Linked DNA regions of Gossypium hirsutum: region 1 is linked to region 2. Evidence: chromatin contacts called from public Hi-C data. All regions are on one chromosome and are shown on one strand. The core of a region is the stretch at or near the end of the contact, and the rest is flanking DNA. Distances in the headings are between cores, read along the strand shown. Region 1 holds the start of LOC107929437 (DNA (cytosine-5)-methyltransferase CMT2). Region 2 holds the start of LOC107929449 (protein LOW PSII ACCUMULATION 3, chloroplastic).

Region 1 (6,184 bases), core at 689-3,188, 280 kb after region 2:
ATCACTGCTACCATTTTTAGTAGCCTGGCTAAATTTCAGAGATCTTCTTAACTGCCTTTCAATAATAAGCCTTAAGTTTGTCTCATTACGCCTTAAAGGAAAAGTTCCTTTATCCGCTTCCTCGGTCTTTGAGAGACATAATCGCTTGCCGTTCAACTTTCCAGAAGATCTTGTTTCAGAGTAGGAACCTTTGTCAGAGGATTTAAAAATAGTTTTTGATGAGCGACCTTTGGTTTCAGGTGGGGCCGAAGTCAATCGTGGAGATCTCCTCAACCCCATTCCATTGGTTCTTTCAATATTCATGATTTTTGCCCCTTTATTTCTACCGACACAAAAAAATAGCATAAAAAGAAAGATCAGGAACACACAATGTAGAGCAAGGTTGACCATGTCTGCAATATATTACTAAAATGCAACAATGAAAGAAATTAGCAATTGCTACTCACTTTAACTTGAACCGTTGACTTTTTGAGCTTCGACTCTGCATAACCCATAAACAAGAATCCACACAAATGAAACAGGTAAGTTGCATACCTCTAAAAAAGCCTCATCTTTGACTTGTAAAGCATTTGAAAAAAAAACCACAAGAAATATAGCAGCAGAAAATCAAAGCCATTTATTAGACGAATTAAGAAGCCATAAATGTGACCCACGTTTACATGTATTATTTTTTAATTTACGTTGACCGAAATAGAACTACAATTAAAGCCTTAATTACAACTGAAACCGTCTTCTTAGATAATATAAAAATAGAGAAATCCTTCCAAAAAATATAGAGGAAGATTTGATTACCGGGGAAAAAAAAAAGACTACTGCTTTAGCTCGATGAATAGGGGCCAACACACCTAGCTGCTAAACTTACTACGCCGAAATATCTAGTGCCTGTTTACCGAACCCAACCAAAGGAGACTGGACGCATAATCCCTTAAGGCAACAACTATGGCAGACCTCCTAGCTTACCGTAATTTACAGCCCAATGTGTTAAATATATTTCTTCTTTATTTTCAGAATAAATTTAGAAAATCTCGACGGAAAATTAAATTCTAAAGTTAGTGGAAAAACAAAAAAGCAACGGCGTTACCTTCGAGGAAAGAGAGAGGACTTTTTTATTTTCAGCGGCAGCTGAAATGGTAGTAAATCTTGGCGACCTTCTAAGATTCTTACCCTCTACAGTCGTACTTTCCTTAATTTTCCTTTTATAACCTTCAGTTTCTAAACTCACAATGGCCTTGGGCCTCACATTTGCGCTCTCCCTAACGACCAACGCTGAATTTCTGGGGGACCTTCTCAGGCATCTCTTAAGCACCGTTTCTATATCGGATTTCCTCGAAAAAACACTCCGAATTGGAAATAACTGAAAGATACTGGGGGATCTTCTCGGTAGAAGCTTGTTATCATCGGCGCCGGCGGCAATTTCTTCCGGGACGCAAATCTCTAGAGGCAATGGCTGCTCCACATTATCGTCTCCGGTTGTGACCAAAGTAAGAGACTGAGATTTGGAATCAGAGTCGGAATTTTCTGTTGGCTCCATAAATGCAACAAAAAAAAAGGCAATTTCGATAATTTCGAAGATAAAACAATATTTGAAACCAAACAGAAAAACAAAAAAAATTCAAATGTGGATGGAGGAGTGATGGTGGAGCATAAGGGGAACCGCGGGAGGCCACTGCATCGATAAGTGCAGAAACTGACTTCACTTTTCCTCACTCCATACGATCTACACTGCACTCCAGCTTTTGGGAGTTCAGACAAGGAAAAACGTTGTTTCTTTTATTTGAAAAAGATAAATTACGGGATTGATGTGTTTAAATCTGTGCTGTTGAAGGCTTGTACGTTTTGAGAATGGGTTATCAGATCAATCAGAGCGCACAATTATGAAAAGCAAGCACGCATTGGTCACTTTAGATATGATCGAATTTATTTTTAACTACGTTACGCCATTTATGATAAATAGAAAAAATAAATTATATAATATTTACGACAAAAAAATTATATAATAAAAATATTTAAATTTTTTTATAAAAATTAAGATTTTGTTGAAATGGTGAAGGTAAGTATAAAAAACTATGATGTATTAATTTTAATTTTAATTTTTTAAGATTTTAGGTAAAAATATAAAATGAATAAAATATATTTATAGTAATGTTTGGTACTTTATAAAAAAATAATTTTTGATAGTTCATCAATTGAATTAGAATTTAGTTAATGAGTGATATCAATTAAATCAGTCATTTAAATAATAATTAAAAATCCTATAATATGTAGAGGTGAATGTTTGACCGAATTGAGTAAAAAAAATTTGAGTTAATTGAGTTAACGATTCTTATTTTATCATTCTAACTTTATTTGAAATTTTTTCGAGTCGAATCGAATCAAGTGAAATTGTTCAAGTTGAATTAGAAAATTGAACATGTCAAATTAAAATATTGTTATAGTATAACTAATTTCATGTTATAGCACATAAATTTGAAACAATATATATTTAAAAACTTTTTTCAAAGCAAAATAAAAAAAATATTTTAGTATCATAAACTTGAATCATTAATTTACTTATTTAGGTCCTTAAAATTATTATTCTAGAATTTTTAAAATATTTTAATAAATATAAATTTTGGAATTTTTATAAATATTTTGAATTTTAAAAATTATTTTAAATTTTTTTGTAATTTTTGTCAAGAGAGACCAATTTTCTCGTTTTAAAACTTGACAGGGACCATAAGGGTATTTAGACCAATTTGTTATTTGAATTATTTGAGTTATTTAAATTTTAAAATTCAACTTGATTCAAACTCGAAACTCAAATTATTAATTTGAGTTTACTCTAATAATTTAAATAACTCGATTCAATTAACTCAAAATTCAAATTTTTTTAAATCGAATTAAGTTTTGTTCACCCCTAATCACATGTGGATGTAGGTGGAAACCACAATTAATAATATATGAAATATGTACGACATATACAAATATTTAACAATTTTATATAACAAATATACTTACTAAAGTTTCATATACTTTTGTTTAGTGGGGGAGCTAGTAGTAGTTTAGTGGAACTGCGGCTGTTACATCAAGTTTTGCGTCAGAAATGGGAGATTCGTATCCGACATATCCCAAGAACTCTTAATGGTATTGCTGATCACATGATTAAATGTGTTGATACAAGTAGCTCTTTGATACGTTTATTTAGATCCCCACGGGCTTCGGTTATAAACTTGTTGAAAAGAGATTGCGATATGTCTATTTACTATTGATTATAGTTTTATCTAGTGTAACCGCTTAATATTGTCCTTTTCTACAAAAAAAATTATATGCATGTGTCATTGGTTCAAATATCATTATGGACTTTATTTTTTAAAAAAACCTCATTATGGACAATTTTTTTTATAAAAAGTCAAAAATATTCACAAAACTATATAAATTACTTTACAAATATTTTTTATATAATTTATTAATTGAATTGAGATCCGAATAGATCACACCAAATTAATAAATTACTTTATAAATGGTATAAATATAATTTTTATTTAGAATGATAAAAATTATATCTATAAATATCTATATTTTCTACTCTCAAGTCTCTAACATATGAGTTTTTCTAAATTAACTATGGGTTTAAATTATTTTTCATAAATTTTATATAAAAATAAAATCACTCAAAATAATATTTACTAATTGAATTAATATCTAATTAATTTATAAAACCAACTCAAACAAATCAATTAATAATTGTATATACGCATAATATAAATTTATAATTTTTCTACATCAATAACAAATTATATGAATAATAAATTTCAATATGATACTTTGTTGAAATATTTATAAATAAAATTAAAATTGTTTTACGCCTTTTTATATTTTTCCATACAGTTTGGTTGAATAGGTTTGATCTTAGGAGATGATATTGTTGAGAGAGACAGTCACAAACTCCAAATATTGACCATAAAACGGACTTGCATGGTACCAAAAAAGTATCTTTTTTCATACCATTAATATTTTAACGATCCAATCGTTAAATTTATCAGTATAATTATACTTGACTTGCACATAAATTTTTAAATCAAATCAATATTTTATCATATTGATCTAAAATATTATTTATATTAGTATATACATTTAACGGTTAAAATTTTTTACATAAAAAGTAGATTGAAATTTTAATTTTTGTCAAACTTAACATAAAAAATCTATATAAATAGAATATAAAATATAAAATATCAATAAAAATAAAGAAAAATATAAAATCACTTTAATTTTACAATTATAACCAATAAATTCATGGGAAAAGTGTAAAATCTCTCCCCTATTTTTACAATCAAAAGTAATTAAATTTATTAATAACATCAACCTAATATAAATGTTGGCTTTATACTTTTGGCGGGATCTTGAATGTTCAAAATTCAAAGTGAGCTTTATAATTTAATGTTCAAATAATTTCTTTTGGCCGTCATATTTGAATCAATTAAATTTATTTTATCACATTTGAAAATCTATTCTATACATTAAAAATATCCTCAAGCGATTCTCTATGTGACATATGCCCAGCTGTTTGCTAAATATGTATTTTTTTTAATTTTTATTAATTTTCAAGTTTGAATTTTTTTAAAGGAGTTAAAATTAAATTGTATATTAGTAAGATATTAAAAAAATAAATTTATCATTTTAATAGGCTATGCTTTTATAAATTTTAAACAATTAAATTAATATTTTAATATTTTAAGTGTGAAAATGTAATTTTATTTTTAAGATTCATAATAAACTTGTTTTAAAATAGTTAGTTCAGGTGATGACTGATTAGTCAACTTAGAATTCATATTTAGAACTAAGTTTGAAAAAATCATTTTAATTTCAATTTTAATTGTAAACGAGTCTCTAGAACTAAGTTTACAAAATCGTTTTAATTTCAATTTTAATTGCAAACGAGTCTTTAAAATAATTAGGTTGCATGTTTCATTAAAAAAAAGGTTAAATATTTGTTTTCTTTTTAAGTGATATATTTTATAACATCCCTAGTTCGTCTTCGTCACTGAATTAGGGTTACAGAGTATTTTCATACATTTTAGAACATTTAAATTCAAACCAAAACAATTATACAAATTATCTCATAATAATTAATAATTTCATATAAATCAGAGTAAAAATACAATTACGGGCCTTAAATTGAGTTTAAGGGGCCCTAAAAACAGTTTGGGAACATTCTGGGATCAATTCGAAACAAATCAAAAAATTTTAGAAAAACTTGAAAATTCTAAAAACAGAGGTCACACGGCCATATCGTCAAGCCGTGTGACATAGCCCAGATCGTGTGGACATTCAAAATATGGACATGCGACCGTGTCTCAGCTCATGCTTCCACTCGTGTAAATATCTGAAATAGGGCTACACGGTCCTGTGCCAAACTGTGTGTGCATTGATGTTGAGATACACGACCATATCATAGGTCATGTGCCAGACAGTGTTACATACTGACTTGAGACACATAGCTGTGACGCAAGTTGTGTCTCAAATCGTATGAAACTTGCACCTAAAATAATAAAGACACACGACCGTGTGCTACAAAGTTTGCCCCTAAAACAAGCCATTTTCAACCCAATTGTTTAGGTACCATGACATACCAAAAACACATGTTTACAAGCCTTCAAAACACAATCAAATACACTCAAAACATCAAAAAAAACAATCAACTTATGTGCCTAACCAATGTGCCTCCATTGACACCACAATTCAAACATCAAAATAACCCAAAACCAATGCTAGATTCTCAAGTCACACACATATATCAACCAATTATACTTGACCACCTAAATCATCTTACAATCAAGACAAACCTTAACATTTCTCTATTTGTGCATTTACATTCATTTATACCATTTCACCATGGGACATCATTCGCTATATTATAGAACAATATAACCAAAATATGTACTTATGAGCCTTTACAAGCTAAACCTTAAAAGCATACATATACAAGCACCAAAAATCTATCTAAGGCAACATCTTTCAAGTATAACAAGCACCACAATTAATAATATATGCAAAATATTTACACGACATCTATTACATGACAAGTTCCTTACTATATTTAAATTTCATACCAAATCATGAATTAGTAACTAATATATATATTTATCACACAAGTATAGAAAATACCACTTGTATTCAGTACATACTCCTATTACATGCCACA
Region 2 (6,171 bases), core at 2,312-4,811:
TAATTCTATTTCTCTCTTTTCTCCTTTGAAAGTTGTTATCAAAACGTTCACATCGAATCTTGCAGGGATCATGGATTGTGCGGCAGAGTGTTGGTAGCACCCTTGTTTGTTGGGTAAAGCAGTTGATTGCAATTATATCCGTGGTCCCAAGTACTTAGAAGTAAGCATCCTTAAGAATTTTTTAGTACTTCAATGTAGCATTAAATAAATGTCTTTTTTCCCTTTTTTTTAAATAAAAAATAGGCGACAATATGATAATTAGTGGACTTGTTAGTGCTTGTTACTGATATGGGTTTTCTCGTTTCTTTCTCACTGTAGGTTGATATTGACATAGGCTCTTCTACCGTTGCTAATGGAGTTTTGGGGCTTGTCACTGGTGTAATTAGGACATTGGTGGTTGACATGGCTTTCCTTGTACAGGTATGGTTCTAAAACATCAGTTGTCTCAAAAATCTTTATCAGAAAATTTGTTGCTTTATTATTGATTGCCGGAATATATGCTGGCTGGCAAGCAAAGAGATTTAATAGGAACCAGCACAAGCTGAAGCAATCACTGTTGCAGTACACATTGTATTCATTATTAATGGCATGCCAAAGGGCTGTCTAGGGCCATTGCTTATTGTAGCTAGAAATTAGGCATGAGGCATTAACTCACATTTGTGATTTATTATATATATGTTGGTTTAAAAGTAGTTGCATGTTCTCTTCTTTCCCCCCTTAGGCAAACACAACGGATGAGCTGCCAGAACGGCTAATTGGTGCAGTTCGTGCTTCACATATAGAGCTATCGTCGGCCATAGTTCCAAAGCTTGATGTGGATCCATCATGATTATTTTGACCACAGCTGATTTTATACGAATCATTTGTTCTGATATATTAATCTCTTTGGCATTCTGTCATTAACAGTTACAGAAAGATGTCATACTTTTTTCCAAAGTAAGTGAAAGGAAAATGGAATTCTGACGTCAGGAAGCTCGTTTATTCTCTGGTGGGCTATTTGTTAAGGAAAAAATAAATCCAAAAATTTCTTCGGAACAAAATGGAAGATGATGAAGATAGGATGATGAGATTGTTAGTCATCATTTAATGTAATATATATATGAAGCAAATATCAGTTTTACCCTTCTTCCAACTCTTTTCTTTTAAAGATTATGGCCATATGGGAATGAAGTAGTATCATATGTGCAGAAGAAGAAAGAGAGAATAGGGTAATTTATTACCTGAACGAATGATGTTTATTAATAACCAGTAGCCAGTAGGGAGGCTAGATGAGGCTGCTGTTATTTCCCAAAATGAAGTTTTTAACTGTTTTCCTCTTCAAAAGAAATTAATTTATTGAACATTTTCATTGTCATATTTACATCATGCTATGCTTGCTGGAGGGATACGTGTAGTGATGGAATCTGGTGGTAATAGCTGGTGGAGGGTGTAATTCATGCCACATGGTAAGCATGAAATTCCCAAACCTCAAGCAGCAGGGAGAATATCCAAAGCAACTTCCTTGAGGGATGGCATTTTCTCCTGCTGGTGCACACAAAAGTACTTATTACCCATCCTTCTAAGCACTCTCCAAGGACCTGGATAGCACCTAATTGAAGAGAAGCACAAGTTGTTTCATTTAGCTGTGAAAAAGCTCAAGACAATTCAGTCAGCAAGAAAAAAGAAAAGGTTATGAAGACAAACCTGAAAAGTGTCCCTCCATTTCGTCCCTTGAAGTTATGTATGTAATATACAGTCTCCATCATGGGCAGGAGGGATTTGGTTAGTGCTGCCAGCTTAGGATAGAAAAAAGATGGATAATCTTAGCTCATTCATTCAAGGACAACTATTTAAGCTATCATTTGAAATCTAAATGATTGAAAAACTATGGATGAGTTGCCAAGGAAAGGATACATCCAGATCTTATACGGTCGAGTTCTCCATTGAATATAATCATTTTCCTGTTGGTGTTCATTACAGCTTCCTTGTAAAGCTCTTCCACCACAATCATTTCTGCATAATGGATTGCATACCATACATAAAAGCTTCATGGAGTACACATCGAAAAGAATTCAGGGTGTTCGATAAGCTACCATTGACGTTAAAATAAGGATAACCAACAAGGAACAGTTCATCCTCTGGCTTTACCCTGTCTGCCATTTTCACTTTCTCACCAAAACCGAAATCCTCGAAGAAGGATGGTTTTGTTAGATAGTCTAATTTGAACGAAACTCCTTCAAACACTTGTCTTGCAAATTTAACTTCGTTTGCCTCTGGGAAAAACTGAAAACTTAACAGCAGACATAAATTATTATGAATTATATAAGCAATAAGCTTAGGCCTTACAGTTGTTGGTGCCTCCCTCTTCACATTAAATACACTTTGCTATTGGCACTTACTATTCTGGTTCGTGTAACTTTCTCTGGAGCTACCAAAATGTCACAAAATTCACGAATCAACTGCATACTTCCAGTCATTTCATTTCCTCCTTCACCGTCACCTTGTATGTGTAGTTAACTTATGATATATATAAGTTCAAAAATAAAAGAGAAAAGACACATGAGAAGGGGAGAGAAGAACCTGGTACAGATCCAAGTCCAGCTGTTGGGAATTCAATCTCCTGCAATAGATATTTGTATGTCACGAACTATATATTGAGACTGAACCATGTAATTTGCCTTTAAACTCTTCAATTATTACACAGTGCTATCTATCTCACCATCAACTGTTTGCCATCCTTCAAAGCCAATTCTGTTGCCCTTTTTGCCTGTTATTTGACAGACATTGTCCAAAGGAATAATAAGATTTTACAGCAGCGATAGTTGCAAGAAATTATCTTAGAAATTGCATGACAGATTAGTATATATATATATATATATATATACGTAAGATGCAGCATTAAAATAAGATACCCAAGGCTTACTTGTTTAAGAAGGTCAATGTAATCATTGGGGAATGGAGTATCATATTCAGTCAAGGCTTCCCCCTCAGAAACTGAACGACTTATAAACTTGAGATTCCTTGAAGAACCTACTATTTGGTGCAAACCAATTTTCCCTTTTATAACCGCATTTGTGTTGGCTTCTGCTTCAGTCCAATGGCTTCTGGACTGAAAAACCTACAATTTGGTGGTACAAACTAATTAAACATTACGCAAAAAAGTCCACATGATTTCAGAGGTATTCATCTATATGCATCAAGAAATGGGATATTTCTCTAAATCAATAACCAATCAAAGAGAGTGTTACAGCTTTTCATAGGTAGTGAGTTAATTCGAGTGGTGTGGGGGCATTGAACATTAATATTCGAAGAAACATAAAAAAAGAGATGAAGAAGCGAGTCGTTTACCATCCGATGTGGGGTTGAAGACACTGCAAAACCGGGATTGGATAGCAGCATCTCTTTTGGTTTCGAACTACAAAGACCGTTATGTTCGTTGTTAGATGAACAATATTCTAGTTTATTTTCTCATCGCCACACTGCATTCTGTATGATGTGCCGTGTTGTGCACCACTCAGTATTGTTTTTCTACTTCCTGCATTATCCTCTTTTAATGCAAGCACTTATCCTTAGAATGAAATACGTTTAAAGTTTATTTAATTTGTTTTTTTAAGGTCAAACTACACCCAAGGTAATTAAACTATTAGCTAATTAACGTTTTAGTCACTCAATTTTAAAAAATTACAAAATGATTATTGGAAAGTTTTCATTTAAGTCATTGAACTATTTGAAAGTTTTTATTTAAGTTATTAAGTCATTAAGCTGTTAAGTTTCTTTTTTTTCTTTTTCTTTTTAAATCTAGTTAGTGAGCTCCAAGCAAAGGTTCGACGATTGGTACAATGGATCAATATCCATCGATGAGTAAAAGAACATATCTTAGATTCAAATTGATCTGATGGTCAATGTTAGAGATTGAAAAAGAAAACTATTTGGGTTTTGGTTCGCAGATTCGTGATGTTCAAAACTGTTTCATGAAAAAAAAAACAAATTGTAGAAGAAAAGGGAAATGGGAGTTTTCGATTGGTGCAAGCGACGCAAACAGAAAAGACCATACATTAGTAATTTTAACAGCCCAACGACTTAAATGAAGACTTTCTAATAGTTTAGTAATCATTTTGTAACTTTTTAAAGTTGAGTGATAAAAATGTAAATTTACTAATAGTTTAGTGACTTTGGGTGTACATTATCCCTTTTTTAAAGGTTAAGGGTTAAATTTATAAATGTTTGAGAATTAAATTGTTAGTTAAATTTATTGAATTATTTAAAATTAAAGTTAATTTAATAGAATAAGCAAATGTTGAAGACTAAATATGTTATTATATTAAGTAAAAAAAAGGGTCACCTCACCATTTCCATTAACAATTTAATGGAATGTGATTAAAAGAGAAACAAAATATATTGTTAATGACAAAATTGAAGATTTTTGTAGTTCAATGACCAAAATAGAAATACGCTAATAATTGAATAATTGAATAATTAATGCCTCCATTTCATTGCGAAAATATTCAAAATAACATTTTAGAAGATAATAGTTGCATTTAGATTTAATAATATTTAAATTAATTAATTAATTTATCATTGAGGAATTTTAATATAATTCACTAATAATTTATCAGTTATCTAGATGTGGTGAATTAGAGTCGATAATGTTATCCGTAATATGAATATGTGATATGATCATAATATAAAAATAATTAAATAAAAAAAATAAAAAAACTCATAATAAAAAAGGCAACGTTCCATAATTATTATTAGTGAGTCAAAAATTATATAATATATAATTTATTTTTAAATATAATTATAATAAAAATAATATGATGATATTTTCTGTAGAATTTTGAAAGGTAAATATTTTCGACATTGTGATTTCCTTGAATAATCCTTTATTTATATGGAGGAGTATTTTTTTTATTACAAAGCATCTGCTTTTTAAAAGAGTATGATGGAGATTGGGTGATGGGCGACATTTCATAGATTCCCATGACAATAAATTTTTTTAATGATTCAGAGCCTTTATCGGATATGGAATGTTTACGAGTTAGTGATTTGCTCATGAAGAATGTTAAAGCTTGGAATGTTACCCTTGTTGAAGGTTTTTTATAGCCTTATGATGCGCCTAGGATCAGTCTTTATGGCCAACATGATCAACAAATTTGGCACTATAGTAAGAATGGGGTGTTTGATGTTAAGTCTTGTTATGCTATTGCGGTTTGACATGTTGTGGATTTTCCTTGGCAAACGATTTGGAATGCTAAGGTACCACCAAAGGTGAAGGATTTCTTGTGAACGTGTGTTCGCAATTTTATATCTTGCAAAGGCCGATTGAAAGAGAAAGTGTGTATCACTAAAAACAATTGTATAAGATGTCAGTGAAGGATTTCATTGCCTCTGTTTTTTCATTTGCTGATTGTCTGTAGTGGAACCATATTCTGGTGGTCTTGTGGAGTTTATGGTTCTATAAGAACCAATTAATTTGGAAGAATCAGTAAGACCCTCCATCTTAGATTGTTGAGTTCTATTGAGGTTATCAACAACAAAAGAAAGGAAAAATGAAAGAAAAGAAACTAAAGAAGATGATCAAATGATCTCTATTACTGATTTTTATTAAAGCAGTGTCCTTAAGTTACAAATAGTTATCAAATACATAACTACTCTCACTAACATCATTGAACTAACTTATCAGATAAAATCAACACCTAAACATTAGTACATTATCAAACTAATAAGCTAAGTAGTCTTTGTGCATCAACAAAACTGATTACAAAGTGAATTAGACTAGTTGTAAACAAGAAACAAAATAGTTGATATGGCAAAGCTTTAAAACATCTTTGCTGCTGCATTGCTAGCCATTGTCCAACACTCCTCTTTGGCTTCTATGCAGCAAACACCAATATTTCTTCTCAAATTCTCGAACCTTGCAGTCCTAAAAGGCTTGGTTAAAATGTCAGCAAACTGATCTTCTGATTTGCGATGGATCAATTTGACTTCCTTTGATTGCTCAGCTTCCCTAACAAAGTGATATATGATTTTAAAGTGTTTCGTTTTTCCATGAAACACATGATTTTTTGCTATGGCAACAACTGGCTGATTATCCACTTTGATTTTAGTTGGTTCATCTTGGCTCTCATTCAAATCACATAAAAGCTTTCTTAGCCAAATGGCCTGATTAATAGCTGTAGCAGCTACAATATA

Evidence for each region. Hi-C and Micro-C count contacts between places; a contact is called where the count stands out from the background.
Region 1: a contact with region 2 is called in a Hi-C map of leaf, with 2.8 times the contacts expected there. The contact joins the promoter of LOC107929437 here to the promoter of LOC107929449 in region 2. A contact is called at or near these places in 4 of 34 Hi-C or Micro-C datasets (callus and leaf).

The regions. Positions count from the first base shown.
Region 1 is chrA08:110,986,587-110,992,770 of Gossypium_hirsutum_v2.1, forward strand. It overlaps LOC107929437 (DNA (cytosine-5)-methyltransferase CMT2), which reads right to left and starts at 1,939. Exons shown (of 23, transcript XM_041074411.1): 1 at 1,082-1,939; 2 at 447-481; 3 at 1-322. The coding sequence starts at 1,531.
Region 2 is chrA08:110,704,924-110,711,094 of Gossypium_hirsutum_v2.1, forward strand. It overlaps LOC107929449 (protein LOW PSII ACCUMULATION 3, chloroplastic), which reads right to left and starts at 3,562. Exons shown (of 9, transcript XM_016860877.2): 1 at 3,328-3,562; 2 at 2,903-3,097; 3 at 2,699-2,746; 4 at 2,560-2,599; 5 at 2,379-2,479; 6 at 2,073-2,262; 7 at 1,894-1,992; 8 at 1,684-1,801; 9 at 1,198-1,588. The coding sequence starts at 3,378. The coding sequence ends at 1,468. It also overlaps the pseudogene LOC107929450.